Linked DNA regions of Hordeum vulgare: region 2 is linked to region 1. Evidence: chromatin contacts called from public HiChIP or PLAC-seq data. All regions are on one chromosome and are shown on one strand. Each heading gives the region's core, a stretch centred on a gene start, on an enhancer-like site or on the middle of the called end of the contact. The rest is flanking DNA. Distances are from core to core; before and after follow the strand shown. Region 1 holds the start of LOC123425165 (serine/arginine-rich SC35-like splicing factor SCL33). Region 2 holds the start of LOC123425175 (transmembrane emp24 domain-containing protein p24delta9-like).

What was found. HiChIP or PLAC-seq counts read pairs in DNA pulled down with a chosen protein or histone mark.
Region 2: an H3K4me3 HiChIP or PLAC-seq map of embryo shows a contact between it and region 1, with 5 times the contacts expected there. The contact joins the promoter of LOC123425175 here to the promoter of LOC123425165 in region 1. A contact is called at or near these places in 2 of 6 Hi-C or Micro-C datasets (leaf and seedling) and 1 of 1 datasets of contacts at active chromatin or transcription factors (embryo).

What each region holds. Positions count from the first base shown.
Region 1 is chr2H:79,957,393-79,961,757 of MorexV3_pseudomolecules_assembly, reverse strand. It overlaps LOC123425165 (serine/arginine-rich SC35-like splicing factor SCL33), which reads left to right and starts at 2,206. Exons shown (of 6, transcript XM_045108846.1): 1 at 2,206-2,311; 2 at 3,295-3,446; 3 at 4,344-4,365. The coding sequence starts at 3,298.
Region 2 is chr2H:80,234,018-80,238,382 of MorexV3_pseudomolecules_assembly, reverse strand. It overlaps LOC123425175 (transmembrane emp24 domain-containing protein p24delta9-like), which reads left to right and starts at 2,003. Exons shown (of 4, transcript XM_045108854.1): 1 at 2,003-2,374; 2 at 2,477-2,686. The coding sequence starts at 2,120.

The sequences.
Region 1 (4,365 bases), core at 957-3,456:
AGGTTTACGTAGGTCTTGTACGTAGGTGTAGCAAAGCCGGTTTATTTATTACCACCTGTAAGACGCACTTCTACTTTGGGTTTGTATCTATACCTTCTTCTTCTTTTTTATTGAGAAAGAAAAATAAGATTGAAGTAAATGGAGTGATTTCATTGGTAGTGACTGCTGATATTTATATGTCTTGAACGGTCATGAATACATGTCGGTTACAATAATCGCGATGTTTAGAAAAGGTACGGCAACGGTTTGAGAGACACAGCGTATGGGCACAACCAATATTCTAACTGCTAGATAGAATATTCTAAGGAATATGCTAATTGCCTAATTAGGCTAAATATAAAGATATTTTATTTCTAACACTCCCCCTTAGACAACGCTGTTAGTAATCTTTGTTGTCTTGAGTGCTGAAAAATCTTGCATTTTGTTAATTGTCTTGATCTTCTAACTTCAAGAGTCCTTGATCTTATACTGTCTATGTTTTTTGATTTTTTGTGTGAAAAATATAAGGAAAACAATTAGAATTTAATATATATTGTTAGGATAATTAATTATCTCATTCAAAACTACATGAGAAATCTGTTGGGAAGCTCATAAGTTTATTTCTAGGAAAATTCTCCCCCTGAATTTTGCAAATTTTGTAGTCATCTCATACCAATGCCATGAACATACTTTTGAAATGTTGCTCGTGGTAAAGACTTAGTGAACAAATCTACAATATTTTCATGAGATTTTATTTGCAAAATGTTAATTTTTTCATCTTTCTGTAATTGATGAGGAAAAAAATAGTTTTGGGGAGATAAGTCATGTGATATTACTTTTAATATATCCCATATGCATTTGGGCAACACATGCAACGTAGGTGATTCTAATTAACCGATTCCACATGACGTCTGAATATGGTTTATCATTCTACGAAGCCATACATATTCTCGTGAGGCTTCAAATAATGCAATTATTTCAAAATGATTAGTGGAGGTTGCTACCAAAGTCTGTTTTGTTGACTTCCATGAAATAGCAGTTTCACCATATAAAAATACAAACCCTCTTTGTGACCTCGCATTATGGGGATCACAAAGATATCCAGCGTCAGTATAACCAATGAGGCTCATGTCTTGATTTTTTCGATAGAATAAACCAAGATCTTTAGTACCTTGTAAATATCCGAAGATATTATTTACACCTGCCCTATGGCACTCGAAACATAGTGGACCTGCACTATGTTGAACCAGTAAATTTATCGCAAATGCAATATCTGATCTAGTACAATTTGCAAGATATATTAGTGCTCCTATGGCACTCAGATATGGGAACTAGGTCGCAATACCTCCTCGTTATCATCCCTAGGTCTAAAGGGATCCTTATTCATATCAAGTGATTGGACGACCATAGGTGTTTTGGACGGATAGGATCCTTATTAATTTCAAATTTCTTTCTGCTATATTCATTACAATGCTTCGATGTTGCAGTTATTACGACTTTTTTATGGACTTGGTCAAACATATGACGTTAAATTTCTTTCTCCTATATGAAAATATTTCAATATGACTTAGAGTAAAGCTAGAACTTTGAAATGGAGGGAGTGCTTTCAAGTCAAAAAAAATGATAAAACAATCTAGATCTAGATATTTCAATGCATACATATTTTTATGTGCTTGCAAATTTCATTGACAAGAATCCAACTACGTGTCAATGTAAAAAATTATAAGGTTAATGTATACCCTTTCATTAAAAAAAGGGGCATCCAACGGTTCTGATTTTTTAATTAAGGTTAATGTATACTTTTGTCAATAAAATGTTTGTGGAGGAAAGCACCAACTTTATATCCCTTCGAACACTGATTTTTTCCGTTGTCAAGGAGAAAATTTACAAGTCATACGAGACTCAACATTATATGTATTTTTTTACACTCTTGAATTCTCTACGTTTTCAATATCTGTTTTTTTGATTTCATCGTTTTATTTTGTTTTGTTTGGCCTTAATTTTCAACAGTTTCTCGAAGAAAAATACTTAAAAATTATGAAAGTTCAAAACGTAAACGGCCACAAACTGAAATAACAACAAATGGAGAGGGAGAAGCCCATCCACCTATGATCCAAAACGGTCCCGGCCCACTGCATCCACCACCGTCCAACCGCACAGGCCAGGACGGGTGTCCCGATCCAACGCCTGCGCGACATCGGCTCACTCGATAAAGGCAGCCCCACTCCCCGTCGCGTCGGGAAGCTTCCGGACTACGCTCGAACCTTGATCTCCTCCTCTCCCTGCTCCTCCCCTCGGGCGCCGCCCCTCCGATCGATCCATCCTGTCCGCGGTAAAGCTTCGCTCGATTTGCTCGGTATAGATTGGTTGCCTGTGATCATCCGTCTGCTAGTTTCCCCTAATCACTGCGATGTGTTTCTGATTCCGGATTTCTTATGATACCCTAGGAAAGGAAATTTACGCAGTTTATATTCCAAAATTATCGCCGGTCCTGGTTGACGATTCCGCTCATGATACGATCCTAGTGCAAGATGTAAGCTGATGATCGGTGGCGGTTGTAATCGCGTATCAGATCTGTTGGGTCGTTAGGCTATCTGGGTAGGTCTGAAGCAAATTCTTGGTGCGGCAGCGTGATATCGTTTAGTTGTTGCTCTGATTTTTTTCGGTGCCAGTGTTCATGTTCGTTCATGCTTATAATAACCGTGGAGGTAGCCGCTATTTCATTGTCACCCGTTCGTCATTCCCTTGTGTTGATTAGAGAAAGTCTTCTTGATCTCTGCTTTTAAGAGATACTTACAAATTTCTGTTCGACATTTGACCCTGCGGACCTGATAGTTTTAGATGATATGGGTTGTGCTGGCTAATCGTTTTCTGGATAAATGTCGCTGATTAAGTGCAACTTTAGTAAATCAGTGTCATTTATTTTGGGACGGAGGGAGTACGAGTTATTCTTAGGAAGGGAATTATGTAAACGTACAAGCTTGTGTGTTAGTGTCATCTTTAGTAACTAATGTTTGCATAAATGTAACAATATATTATGATCGAATTTTTAATGAGAAAAAATGTGATGCTGAAGTGATGATATATTGTACACTGGACAAAATAATTCTGTTTTGAGAAGGTATCATCACAATCTTCTCCCTGTTTGAACATAGATTGTCCCTCGAAGTTGGTACTTGATGGTTAGATTATCACTTGCTTAATCTTCATTGTGCATACGTTGTTGATTTATGAAGTATGGACAAGTAGGCTAGTATGGTCATTTTGTGGTGCATGGAATTGTTTTAGTAATAATGCTTTATGGTTTTATTCTAGACCATGAGAAGAGGCTACAGCTACAGTCCATCGCCGCCACCAAGAGGCTACAGGGGAAGGGCTCGTAGCCCTAGTCCCCGTGATCGTTATGATGGCCGGGGTAGAGATCTCCCAACCAGTCTTTTGGTCAGGAACCTTCGTCGTGACTGCAGGTAAGGTTTTCACAGAACCTCCTCCCAGGCTAGTACAAGCATCTATTTTTTTTATTTGTGCAATTTCTTACCTAAACTCATCTTGGTTGAACCTATGGTAAATGCATATCTGACATTCTATCCTCATTTTATTTTGATGAAGAAATGTGTGTTTATCTTCAACTAGGATAGTTTTCTAAGTCTAATAATATAGACATTTAGTTTACTTTATTGCTTGGTGGTAATAAATAAGCCCATCTTCGGTTGTTGCCCCGTGCCTTTCCATGTGGCAGATTCAGCACTAATGAGGCATCAATTTCAAAATGCATCTAGGAATAGGCAATTCGTCATATGTGTTAGCTAAACTTCCTCCTAGGCCAATACTAGCATGCTGTGTATATAGTAATATTTGTGGAATTTCTTACCTAAACTCACCTAGGTGCAACACATTCAGAAAATATTGTAAATGCATCTTTGGCGTTCTATCCTTATTCTATTTTGAAGCATGGGTGTATTCATGTTCAACTAAGGTAGTTTTTAAGTCTACACATTTAGTTTTGAATATAGCTTGGTGATATCCATATTAATTGTCGCAACTTTAGTACACTGCGACAATTAATATGGATCGGAGGGAGTAATAAAATAAACCCATCTTTAGTTGTTACCCCATGCCTTTCCATGTGGGGTCAGCACTAACCAATAGGAATCAACTTCAGAATGCATCCTTGAATAGGCAATTAGTCATATGTGTTACCTCTTGCAATCTGCTGCTTAACTGGCTTTTGTCCGTGCGCTTCTCTCCTTCCTTCCTATCTTGGCTGTTTCGTAGGTTATCAGTTTCTTATTCTTTCTATGTAAGTGATGTGGTTTCTTCTTTCCCCCTAGCCCTTTTTAACTCATCATCAATTATGAACGCAGGCCAGATGACCTTCGCCGGCCA
Region 2 (4,365 bases), core at 754-3,253, 280 kb before region 1:
CAGCTTTATAAGGCAAGCAACAGTGGGACATTGTAGATCCTGGATTCAAACTGTGTGCTCCTATTCAAGCTAGACCTCCAGGCAGACCACGAAAACAAAGGATTAGAAGTAGCACTGAAGGAAAAGGCCTTGGTCCTAGAAAGTATAAGTGCAAAAGGTGTGGTAGATGTGGACACAAAGCTAAGGGTTGCAAACAATCTGTTGATCCAGCCTTTGGTGAAGATGAACACTGGGGAGCAGACAATGCAGATGATCATCCTACAACCAATGAACCAGCACAAGCAGAAATACAAGAGGAGGAGGAGGAGGAGGAGGAGGAGGAGGATGAGACAACACCTGATGTTCAGCAGCAGATGCCACCACCAAAGGAGCCCTCACATGATGCATCTACAGAAGCTAGTTGTGCAGTCAGGTACTAAATCTTGGCTTTCTTACATGTTTTCATCTTACAAAATCTTTCAAATTGTGATATGCTTCCACTTGTTTTAGCCCTAGGAAAAATTATAAAAGGGTAGCAGGAAGAGGACCTTCTCCCAGGTGTGTCAAGCAGAATATAGGTGTGGAGCAGGAGCTTGAAAGCAAAGGTTCCTCTCCAAAAAGAGCAGCAACAACTGTTGAAGCTCCAAACCCAGCAAAGAACACTATAAGCAAGGCAATGCAAGCTCCAAACTCAGCCAAGAACACCAGGAGCAAGAAACTTATGTTCTAGTGCTATTATCTTGTTATTGTGTGTTGGTACGATAAATTGCTGTATTTGGTACTATGTTATATTTGGCAATGCACTATGAAGTGTTGTATTTGGTACAATGTCAGTTTGTGGAATTTGGTACAATGTCAGTTTGTGGAATTTGGTAGAATAAAGTGTTGTACCAGGTTGCTCTATTTGGTACAATATGTGCTATAATTGCTCTCTCAGACACACTTTCTTCAACAAGCATGAGCAGAGAATAATGATCTTCAAATTCATACAATAGTGCATTACAAACAACATTCAGGTCATCTCTCTCTCACACACTCTCTTCAACAACTGCTGCAAACTACAACACTAAAAACACAACAACACACATTCCAACAAACAACAATGCCAGAACTAACATCATCTCATCTCTCTCTCTCAGTTTCTTCTTCAAAGCAAGATTTTTCTTTGACAGCTCCATATTTTGCTTCTGCATTTTGTGGCTTATGATCCAGCTTTGTTCTAGCTCTGCGTGCATGTCTTCAAAAGCAAGGGCAGCATGCAATGGAGGAGGAGGATCAACCCAAACCACCCAGTGACACTCATCTGGTAACTGCACATCACATTATCAAAACATTAGAGCATAAACACCATCCAAACACATGCTATAATTCACAAGATCTTACATCTAGAGGACACCCTAAAAAACGACGGCCTGTGTTAGCTCCTCCCCATGCAACACGCCGGGCAGGAACACAGTCATGACCAGGGCAGCGATGCTTTGATGAATGCTCCAATCCGCAATAACTTTCATCTCGAAGATAGAACTCAGAGACATGCTCCACAATCCCGACCCCATCAACCTGAATCAGAAATTCCCCAATTATCACAAACCCTATAACGCATTGGGGGGAGGAAGAAGCATTGCTGGAGTTTTACTTACCTCTGCGACCACCGGCGAGAAGATGGAAGAGCCCGAGCTCGCCATGCACCGCCGCTCCTTGCTCTACCGCCCCACGCGTTGCCTCCCACTCCTTTTTCCTCGCCGGCTTCCTCGTTCCGCTCTGCTCTGTTTCCTTGCGCTAGAACATTGAGGACGAAGGGGTATTAGGTATAGCACCGACAGGGGTAAAAATGACCAAAGTAACGCGTCGTTTGCGGTCAAACGGCGCTGACTCGACGGAGCCGTGTCGGAAGGGCAAAACCGCAAGAAGAAGGAGGTGAGCTGGGCAAGACCGCGTGTTTTCAAAAATTAAGGGCAAATCTGTCGAGGGGACACAACTAAGGGCATAAATACAAAAATCCCAACTTTTAGTCACTTGGACGTCACAAACCTCAACAAGCCTCTCCCCTCCTCCCCCATCCCATCCCAGTCAGCCAAACGCCCGTGACTTCGTCCGCGGACCTTGCCTCGCTCTTCGATTCCCGCTCCGATCTCCGGCCATGGCCGCGCGGCGCCCCGGATCCCCTGCCCCCAGATGCCTGCCCCCCTCCGCGCTCCTCCTCCTGGCTGCCGTCCTCTTCGCGTCCTCGCCGTCGGCGCGCGCCCTCCGGTTCGACCTCGAGTCCGGCCACACCAAGTGCATCTCCGACGAGATCAAGGTCGACTCCATGGCCGTCGGCAAGTACAGCGTCGTCGGCCCCGACCCCAGCTACCCCGACGCCCAGCTCCCCGATTCGCACCGCGTCTCCCTCAGGGTAAGTAATTAATCGATCGTCGTCGAGCGGCCCGCGATTGGGTTTGGGGGAAACCACGGCGATCCGGTGATTTCGCTGATTTGTGCGGTTGGGCTGACGCAGGTGACGTCGCCGTACGGGAACAGCATGCACTACTCCGAGAACGTGCAGTCGGGGCACTTCGCCTTCACGGCTGTTGAGGCCGGGGACTACCTGGCCTGCTTCTGGGCGCCTGACCACAAGCCACCCGTCACCGTCACCTTCGAGTTCGACTGGAAGAGCGGCGTCACGGCCAAGGACTGGTCCAACGTCGCCAAGAAGGGCAAGGTCGATGTGAGTGCTTCGATTCTGCCTTTGGGCTGCTAACCTCAGTTTGTGCTCAAATTTCAACTAACTTTGTTGTTTCATATGGCTGAATTGTCCTGTAGATAATATAGTTTTGGCTAGTGATTCATTCTATTGAATTTGCAACTTGCGCCTAGTAGCAGGGAATTATACTCTACCTGTCACCCACGTGGGTGCTTGCATATGAAATAAATTGAGAGTTTGCACGCGTTGTTGGGTTATTATGATGGGTTGTTCGGGTGTCATGTCATTGACAGAGTTGTTTGCGAGTTCGTCTGTTCGAGAGCAATTTAGTGAGTATGGCTCTAGGACTGGTAGATTTTGTAGATTTGATTGAGTTATTCAGTTCTAGGGTATGCTGGAATTTTAAGAGAACATGGTAGGCTTGCAGCGTCTGTTAATATCTCGTGTGGAAACCGTGATCCCTTGTAAATTTAGTCATTTATATACTTTTATTAAGTTGAGTTCCTTAGTTTGCTTGTTCACTTGGGTTGCCATGCGGTTTTCTGTAGTATGTATTATGGTTAAAAAAGGTGCGACTAAGCGAGCGCTTAAGTGCGCCTAGGCTCTAGGTGATAACAAAACGCCTAGCGCATAACTATGCTTAATCGGCACATAATTGCGCATAAGCATACACTTTGGTCAAAAAAGCACAAGGCGGTGGCAAAACGCACAATTAACGCCTAGCGCTTTTTTGAACTGTCATTCTGGTCATTCTGAGCGCACCTGAATCAGTTCCCTTCTGGCTTTTCTACTTTATGTTGAGGGGTCTGCCTGTGAGATGAGATTAGTCCCTTCTAGGCCTGAGTTGGCTGTAGTATGCATCCGGGTTGTTTTATATTTTGATTCAAGGAGTTTAAGAATATGAGACAGTTCTTGCAAGTCAATTCTTTCTTGCATATTAGTGTGTTTGGAGAAGATGCTGAGTAGTGCAGTGGTTACTCAAGTTAAGCTAACTCTTAGTCTAGTGGTAAATATGTTCTACTTTGTTCGCTTTGTTACTTGTACAACATTGACTTCTGTATGTTCTATTAGGCATTTTTCTTTACTTGTTTCCGTATGTTATTGTACTTGAATTGTGAATATCACTTGCACACAATGTAAGGTGTGATTTAGAGTCAGATTCTCACTGAACAAAGGTTTTATATGTCAAACAAGCTTTTGGTGTAGAGCAATATATGAATTTGATATGTTATCAGTTTGGACATTCTTTAATTTTGACATGCAGCCATTTTCTGTTACTTCATCATAAACACATATTTTCAAAAAAAAAAGGAAATGGAATGCAGAAAGGAGACTCAATGCCTGCTGATTCTTTTTATCTCTCTGAAATCGGGTATTTGATAGCTTATCTGCAACATTGTCCATCTAATAATTGCGCATCGAACATATCATTGCTGGTAACGTGTATCACTGTGTCGGCTAGTGTTGGTTCTTAAACAGTAGGCAGTAGGGGTTCTTGGTATCTTTTGAACACCGCTCATAAAGTGATCAAATAAGCCCCAAAAATATATCTGGTTCTGTGAGTGCAGTCTTATTATGAACAGAAGTCATTAACATTGTTAAGTCACCATTTCGTTTGTCATGCCTATACCTCTGGAGAGAACATGTGGTACATGACCAATACATTAAAACACATAGGTCTTCCACAACAATGTCATAGATCA